3 separate regions of the Mus musculus genome follow, and all the other regions are linked to region 1. The links are chromatin contacts, called in public promoter capture Hi-C maps. All regions are on one chromosome and are shown on one strand. The core of a region is the stretch at or near the end of the contact, and the rest is flanking DNA. Distances in the headings are between cores, read along the strand shown.

Region 1 (2,888 bases), core at 167-2,666:
TATCTGTCTAAGACTAAGTGTTTGTAAATGTCGTGAATAACAGCAGGGTGAGCCATTTCCCTCTGACTGCTGTTTAAGGCCAAGGGACAGTTATTATTTGTGGCCACACTTCCGGAGAGCTGCCAGCCCTGCCTCTGCTGGGGGGAAATGCTCTACAATAATTCCTCCAAAGCTAACCACCAACCACTGTGATTTAGGGACCTGATGGCAAAGGAAGCTGGGAGAGGAGCCGACTTATTGCCAGGGCTGGGGGACGAGTGTGGTCTTCCAACTTTGGCCATGACAGGTGTGCCTAGTCGGAAGCTTGGGCCAGGCAAAGCACAGGATAAGTAGGGAGAAGACTACCTTCATGAACATGTCCACACTCCATTAAAACCGTTGCCTCCGCCCTGTTTCTGAGGATGAAGAGGAGGTGCCACAGTGCACCAGCGTCTGCTTTTCAGTACTCTACCAAGTACATTAGCTTTATTACACTTGATTTTGAATGTGAAGACTACATGATAACCTCGGAGGTACCCAAAGGCGTATCCACACAACCTAAAGATCACCAGAAGGATAAACTTCCCCAGCCTTGGCCCACAGCGAGCCGCAGCTCGTTTGGGAGCGCCCCCTAGGTATGCATATTTTAAATACACTATACTGTGGTTCCAGCTTGCAGACAGGCGGCTTGGTAGTGCAGTCAGACAACTGCGAACTAAAACTTTGACATGCACAATTAGCCCGTGAGTCCCAGTTTCTCCGTCTACGTTATGGAAATCATAATGCGAACCCAGAGGACACCACGGGTCTGACTGTAGCACCCTGAACGTGGATGCGTGATTAGTCAGGCTTCTTTTATCTAGAAAACAGCCTTGGCATATGGCTCAAACAGCTAACACTCCCTAGGAATGAGATTCACATCGGGGGTGGGGGTGGGGGTGAGGTGGGGGGTGGAGGAGGGAATTAACTCGTGCAGAGCTACAGGCTGGCCTGAACCAGGCGCTTCATGGACGGAGAAAGCCAGTCTTTCTGGAACAGTACACCCAAGCCAGAAGGGTCAGCAGGAACGCAGAGCCAAGGCTCCCTGGAAAGGAGCAGAGCGGCGGTGGGGTGGAGGACCCACACCCGAGCCCCACCCTTCGGTACTACACAACTCCATGGAGGGAGGGCGGGGACAGCTGTACTGTTGCCAGGCAACCGCTCCCCAGCGTCCTGGCCCTGTGCTTCCAGGGTTGGTCTCAGCCTGCAGCTGGTACTGGATCAAACTCAGGGCCCGAGTCAGTGGCCTCTGTCAACTCTAAGCCCAGGCCAGGAACAGTTCCAAGATAGATTCCCCACGGCCACCCGGCTAGACTGACCTTTAGTGCCCAGGATCGGACGGGAAGTGGAAGCTGAGGACAGGCTGTGACTGGCTTTCGCTGGGGAGAGGCGGGGCCTTGGAGAGGGCGGGGCCTCTCGTGACCCAAAGAACGCGCTGCCCCGTTTGAAGCTGGGATGTCCCACCCAGAAGCAAGTTGGTGCCGGCTGGTCGCTAAAGCAACGTCAGTGAAAGCCCTTCCACTCTGGAGCCGCGAGGGTTCTCCCAGTTGGTTTCATATCTTTAGTCCCATAATGTAAAGGCTCCATCCAGCGTACTTCGGTGTGAGTCCAGGTTTGTTTTTAATGACCAATGTATGGCCTCCAAGGCAGTACCGTCTCTTTGATTCTCAATTTTTCTCGTAAATGAAATGGAAAAACGACACTTTTCCGACAAAGCTATGGTTAAGGGGGCTGGATCCTATCTAGCTACAGAAGTGAGTGATATACAAACAACAGTAGGATTTAGGGTAGAGAGAGCACATCACAGGGAATGGAAGAGTGGTGAGTCCTGAGCTCTAAAATGTGGGTAATGTAGATCAGTCAAAACCAGAATCTACAAAAAAGTGCCTGAGGCTAGCCAGTGGCCAGGCAAGAACCCAGGTAAGAAGAGGCGATGGGAGTTCCAGAACTACTGGCCGAAGAAGGGACAGACTCACTTGCACCCAGGACTGCCTTGGATAGTGATGCTCAGTAGCCACAGACTGGCTGGCTGGTGCGTCTTCAGAAGCTCTTTCTGTCTGACGGCTTCCATTCCTGTTGCTATGGAGTGCAGCTCTGCCCTCCCCAGTCCCATAAGCCCATGTGTTATAGGACTAGTTCCCATTCCTTAGGACCAGAGGTTTGCCTTTGTTTTGTCTTTTTGTTTCTAGCACGTGGACTTAGATGAGCAAATGTGCCTACAGAAACTGTCAAGTATGCTATTCCGGATGGAGAAAGGATAAGAGAGTTGACAGTTTGCATCAGGCTTCCAAGGGCCATCTGTCCTGAAGAGTAAGATTACAGTGGTACAGTCACAAGCCACTTTGCGGGGACAAATCTTACACTTGATAGATTACTAGGGTTTTGTTTTGTTTCACTTTGCTTCTTTAGCTGGTCTGTGTGTGTGTGTGTGTGTGTGTGTGTGTGTGTGTGTGTGTATGTGTGTGTGTGTTTTGGATGCTATACCTTTCTGTGGCCCTGCATAGCCCAAAATTCACTTTGTGGCCCAGGGTGTCCTCGAGCTCAAGGTGATCCTATTGTCTCGGGTGCTGGGATGGCAGGTGTGTGCCACCAAACTTACCTCGGATTGGTCAGAAGTCCTAAGTGACCCCAGAAAGTCAGTCACCTGGCAGCAAAGAGTCTCATGCTCTTTTGTCCAGGCCTATGTAGATTTTACTTTTGTGCCCTGGTAACTTGATATGGCCAGTGTGGTATACAGATAAGCAACTGTGAACAAGAACCTTCAATAACCCGAGTGTGACTCATTGACTATGCCCCCCCACCCACCCAGCAGTTAGCCAATGGAGGCCTGTGTGAGCATTCACAGAACCCAGTCTACCTTTGATTCATAG
Region 2 (2,888 bases), core at 287-2,786, 2.6 Mb before region 1:
GTTATACACAGTGAGTGTAGACTCCACAGTTATGGTCTTGGCTGTTGAGATGGCTATGTGAGAACATCATTCCACTGATGGGAAGTCAAGATGGGGAAGGCTGACCTATGGTGACGGAGGTCAGCACAGTGGTTTATTATCTACAGGGGAGTTGGAGGATATTTGCTTGCAGTGGTGTTCTTTTGTTTGTTTTGATTTTTTTTCTTTTTTTGAGACGAGGTTTCTCTGTATAATCCCTGAGTGTCCTGAAAGTAGACCAGGCTGACTTCCAACAAAGAGATCCACCTGCCTCAGACTGCTGGGATTAAAGGTGTGTGCCACCTCGCTCAGCTCCAGAGGGTGTCTTAAGGGCTGTAGACTGTACATCTGGTGGTGATAGGTTCATGTGGAGTTCATTACACTGCATACTGAAGAGCTTTTCATTTCACTGATTACATTATACCACAGTTTATAAAAGGAGTGACGAAGGAGGAGGCGCTTTCTTAAGAATTCCTTCTGAACTCCTGGCTCGAGCTGTACCTAAAGGTGAGACATCTGCACAGACAGCTTGAGTTACTCAGACACAGTGTGGGAAGCACCATCCTGCTCTCCAAACCCCACTCCTAGAAGAGGCCACACAGGTGTGCTTTATTGAAGTTTCTGGCCTAGCCTTGTATAACTGTGTATATGTGGAGGGAGGGGGTGAAGAGGGAGGGGGAGGGGAAGGAAAAGAGGGGGAAGGGAAAGGAGAGGGAGAGGGATGGGGGAGGGATATAGGGGTGTAAGAGAGAGAGAGAGGCAGAGAGACAGAGAGACAGAGAGACAGGGACAGAGAGAGAGAGAGACAGGGACAGAGAGAGAGAGGGGGGGGAGAGAGAGAGGTGAGAAATTGGGATGAGGTTCTTGTGAGGCTCAGGGTTCCCATCTTCCCCAGCACGGCCAACTGGATCAGATTAGAGGCACCAGAACGGAAGGAGTTTGAACACTTCCCAAGAGGGTGCTCCAGAGCCTGGGGTACTGGTCTCTTGAGACCTTAAGGTAGGGGTGAGGGGTGTTAAGATCAAAAATGCCTGTGCCTTGCAGCACGGGACACACCTGAATTTTTTCAGCCAAAGTTGTTAAAAAAAAAAAAGGTTCAAATGAAAGTTTTCCTGGGGATTACATAACACATGGTACACAGCCAGCAGCATGGGGAGGTGTTGTCAGTACCCTTGAGATGCAGGAATCCCTTTGGCTCCCAGGGCCCCTGATGCAGAGGAATTGGGATCTTGTGACTGGGGCTTACGTAGGTCAGTTTCTCACAGGGTCAGGCTTGGGAACACTCTGCATTGTGGCCTTGTCACAGAGGACAGATTCTCAAGGAGGAACAAAGGGGCCTGGGAACCAGGCCAGGGTGGAAAGCACCCTTTGGGGGGTTCTTTAGCACTTGTTAATTGGTCACCTCGTTAGCAGCCCATCTGCAGCAAGTGAGTGGTGCTGGGGTGCTGGGGAGGACCGTCCTGGCCAGCAGGGGCCTCACAGTCTAGTAATAAGGACACAGCAATTACAGGAACTTCTAGAGCCAGTTCTCTTCAGGAGCATGCCAGGCTGAAGCTTTGTCCTATGGAGAAGCAGAAAAGGTCAGAGGAGGAGAAAGAAAGAGCCCTTCCCGGTCAAGGAGCCAGCCAGGGAGGGAGACAAAAGGAAGGAGGCTCCATGGAGGTGAGGAGCTAAAGAAGAGGTGACATTTGGATGCCTCTCAGATGAGAGGCAAGAGATAGTGACAATGAGGTCACTAGGCAGAAAGAAACTGCTGAGGGAAGAGGGTCTGAGGCTTGGTACTGTGCTCCACAAGAGCTTGGGCATGGGGGAGGGGAGGGGTGGGGTGGGGTGGGGTGGGTGGGGGAGGGATTGTTTCCTGCAACCAGGCTGGGAACAAACCTTCTGCTGGTCTCAGTTTCTCCACACTGTCTGGATCTGATGCCCTTTGGGTCCCTCCATGCTGTGCAGGCATGTGAAAGGGAGGGAGCAAAGGTTCACATTGACCCCTTACTCTAGGGTGAAGTCCCATGACCAGGTCGGAGCAGTGAGCTGTGATCACTTATAGCGTCATTTCCAGGCCCAAGCATACAACAGTTCCAACCGTCGCTTCTCCCTTGGGATGAATTGTGAAGCCCGGGTCCTTGAAAGGCTTAGGGGTAAAAGAAGCTTCTGCTGAGCTTATGAGATACTTGTAGGCACAGAAATTCCCCTTGGCCTATTTGTTTCGGGCTTAAGTATAGCCTGGCCTGACCTGGCCTGACTGGTGGGTCCTTGAGCTCCAAGTTTGTGGAGGAGAGCTTTGATGAGCAGCAATCCCAGCCTGGGCCCTGGGTCTGAAGCAAGTGTGGTCTGCACAGGCTCCCAGGCTGTGTAGGTACTGGGAAGTCCCCTGCTTCTGTCATATCTATGTAGGCCTGCTCACAGAGCCTGTACACGGAGAATAAAGGGGCACCTGTTTACTTGATCAGATGAATCCGGGGAACTGGGAGAAATGGCAGTCTGTGAGATCTGAGCCCCAAAGATAGGGTAGAGAGATTGGCTAATCCATGAGTGAGCCTGGCCTGCCCTGCCTGGTTGATTCCTGCAAGGAATGGGTGGGACTACAAGCAATCCTTGTCCCACCTTAATACCTCAGAGCCTGCCTGGGCTTGAACTCCAGGGCTGGATGGAAGATTTTCTCCTCACTTCTTGACCATCCCTGGAAGTCAAGGTATGAGGTCAGTCCCCCATGGAGTCACCTCTCTCCCAGAGAAGAAATAAGACCAGCACAATAAACTCAAGCTCTGTCCAGACAGCTTTAGAACCACTATGTGAATGTATGTATGCATGCTTCTGTGTGTGTATGTGTGTGTGTGTGTGTGTGTGTGTGTGTGAGAGAGAGAGAGAGA
Region 3 (2,888 bases), core at 102-2,601, 2.3 Mb after region 1:
ACAACCTATAAATTAGTGGGTGAAAGCCCTTCTCTGCACGAGGACCACAGCTGTAGCACCCCTGATTCACAGATGTATATACATATATATGAGATTTATTAAGCTTCCTTTTAACAATGTAGTGTGATGTGACTAAAATTAGCCTTATATTTCCACAACAAACAATCTTAGGTTTGGATGATTGTGTAGGTGTGTCTTTGTGGGTGTGTGTTGGACAGCATCCCCTAGCTTGGAACACTGCCCACCTGAGTTCTGTTCCTTATAACCTGCCCCAATAGCCGCCCAAACTGCAAGAAACCTCTTTTTCTTTTTTTCTTTTCTTTCCTTTCCTTTTCTCCCCCTTTCTTTTCTTTTCTTTTCTTTTTTCCTTGTCACAAAAATAAGCAGAATCCGTAACCATCTCGCAATCACGGAGTGATATCCTTAGTGATTTTTTTTTCACACTAGTTCTGATTCCAAGGGAAGAATGCCACCTACTGTATCATTTACACCAGCAGCCAGCCCTGCAAAGTGCGAACACTACTTAACCCTGGTCTGTTCCAACTGCCCTTTGATTATTATTTAGTCCAAAAAAGAGGGAGGGGTCACTATTTGGACTTACAGGAAGTTAGGTTCTGAGCTCGCGATATCAGATCAACGCTTCCACATATTGTTGCCTTCTCATAGATACTATGCCAAGTTTCAACCTCCTTTCTGCCTGCATTTTCCTCTTAATTGCGCTTTCTCCTTCAGAATGCAGGGTCCCTGCAGCTTGCTGCCTGCGAAGCTGGTGGTGCAGACATGCAAGGTTGCTTGTCCATGCTTGCTCCCTGTGACTGCAAAGCAACAGCTCTGGGTTACCCTGACAGGCTTAGCTAGCAAGCGTTCGATATTGCCCCCGAAGTCCGGCGATGCCACCAGGGCTTCCAAATTTGTCTAACTCCTTCTTCAGCGGAGCGGGGACCGGGTTGGGGGTGGGGGTGGGGTCCCTTCCGCAGTCCGCGAAAGCGAGGCTAGGCTGGCGGCCCCTGCACCACCTTCGAGCGAGCCGCGCTCGCTGAGGCTCCCGCGCTGCAGCTGCGCGGGAAGGGACGCTGGCGGGAGCGAGCGGACAGGCGCGCGGAGCTGCACCGGAGGCAGTGGTGCGTGGTGCACGGCGCGTGGCGCGCGGCAGCGAAAGCTTCGTACCCGCGGAGGCACCTCGCAAGGTTAGTGGCTTCGGTAGCGCCAAGCGCTGAGAGCTCGCTCCCGGCAGTGTGCACGGGCGGCGCGGGGAGGGCGGAGGAGGCGGGGCGGACGCGGAGAGGCGGGGCGGGCCGGGGCGGGGCTACGTGGACGGGCGGCCGCCCGGAGCGCTTGCTGCAGCCTGAGCAGAGTGCGGCGAGCGCGACGAGCGCGGCGCGGGCGGCGGTCCATGGCCCCGACGGGAGGCGCGCCGCCCGCACCCGCAGCTCGGCGTCCGGCCTGAGCGGACCGCGCCGCGCAGCCACCCGGTCCTCGGCTTGGGCTTAGCTTGCAGATCTTCTTCATGGAAGCGATGTCTCCGCAGCAGGATGCTCTAGGGGCGCAGCCGGGGCGCTCCTCCTCGCTGACAGGCATGTCTCGCATCGCGGGAGGCCCTGGCACCAAGAAGGTGAGGACGCCCGAGCGGGAGGGCCCCTCCATGGGCTCGCGCCTTCCACGGGTGCCTGGTGCTGAGAGGGGTTAACGGTCCCCGCGTGGGGTGGGAGGGTCACCTCCCGGGATCCCCGCTGTCTTCTCTGGTGGAAACGGTCTCGGAGAAGCCCGTTGCCTCTCCATCTCTGACCCGGGGAGTGCCTCCCTGCGAGCCTCCCGAGGTAGTCTTAACCCGACAGCCTGAGGAAGGTAGGCGGCCCCGGAGGGGAGGGATGATGCGCCCACCCAAGGCCTCCAGGGGATGTCGGAGATGGGTGCCGTGGGCTACACTGTGGGATCCGGAGGTTTGACTCGGCCTAGATCTAGGCTGGCTGGCGGTGGGCGGGCAGTTTCCGGAGGTCCCAGCGGGGCATGGGGGGCTTGGCTCAGAACCACCCCCTGAGAAGGGACGTTTGCATTTGCCTGTGGGGGCGGCGCCCTTGTTCCCTGACACCCGAAGGACTGATCCGGGTAACTACTTGTAGCTTTTGCTGGTGATTGACTGGTCCACGGTGCAGCGGGAGGATTTCGATAGAGGTCAGGAGTCTGCAATAGGTCCCGGAGCAAGTGCACGTGGGCCGCGAGCTTCTGAGCTCCTGGGAATTGATTTGGGTGCTGTAGCCATGGGTGCCCCCTTCCCTTCCTCCAGCACTAAACCTTCAGATATTTGGCCATATTTGTTCCTTACAGTGGTGTCGCCTTCTCCAGCTTCTGTGGAAACAAGTTGGGATGAGAGCTCATTCTAGTTCTTCCCTAACAAATAATGTGAAAACGTTGCATTACTATAATTAGAGACTCACAGGGATACACTGGCTCCCTGCATGTCCGGATTTTATGGCTTTTCATTAATCTTCCCACTAGAATGGTGGCTTGGCTGGAGGTGAAAGAAGAGAGGTGATAGCTGTATAGAAATGTATGTGAGCTCCCAAGGACCTTGGGCCTGTCACAGAGCCCTCTATGGGTGTCTGTGAACTTGATGGATGGGCAGTAGTGGCGGCTCAGCCTTTGATGTATGGAGGCTGATGTTTGCCCTTGTGGGTTTTTTCACCCTTCAGAGACAGTGTGTGTGAGTGTGTGTGCGCGCGCGCGCGTGCGTGTGTGTGTGTGTGCGCGCGCGCGCGCGCGCTGTATGTGGTGTGTGTGTGTGTGTGTGTGTGTGTGTGTGTGTGTGTGTGTGTTCCAGTTTTTCCAAATAAAACGTGAAATTGTCAGGATGTCATTCTTAATTTAGGATGGTAGAGGAACATTAGGCA

What was found. Promoter capture Hi-C pulls out the DNA fragments that hold promoters and counts their contacts.
Region 2: a promoter capture Hi-C map of liver shows a contact between it and region 1, with 4 times the contacts expected there. The contact joins the promoter of 2900052N01Rik here to the promoter of Ttc12 in region 1. A contact is called at or near these places in 2 of 39 promoter capture datasets (liver and pre-B cells).
Region 3: a contact with region 1 is called in a promoter capture Hi-C map of pre-B cells, with 4 times the contacts expected there. The contact joins the promoter of Arhgap20 here to the promoter of Ttc12 in region 1. A contact is called at or near these places in 2 of 39 promoter capture datasets (liver and pre-B cells).

What each region holds. Positions count from the first base shown.
Region 1 is chr9:49,484,809-49,487,696 of GRCm38.p6, forward strand. It overlaps Ttc12 (tetratricopeptide repeat domain 12), which reads right to left and starts at 1,417. Exons shown (of 22, transcript NM_172770.3): 1 at 1,338-1,417.
Region 2 is chr9:46,912,067-46,914,954 of GRCm38.p6, forward strand. It overlaps 2900052N01Rik (RIKEN cDNA 2900052N01 gene), which reads left to right and starts at 1,537. Exons shown (of 4, transcript NR_015605.1): 1 at 1,537-1,680.
Region 3 is chr9:51,764,000-51,766,887 of GRCm38.p6, forward strand. It overlaps Arhgap20 (Rho GTPase activating protein 20), which reads left to right and starts at 1,352. Exons shown (of 15, transcript NM_175535.4): 1 at 1,352-1,612. The coding sequence starts at 1,508. It overlaps Gm40520 (a long non-coding RNA gene), which reads right to left and starts at 1,429. Exons shown (of 3, transcript XR_870739.3): 1 at 602-1,429.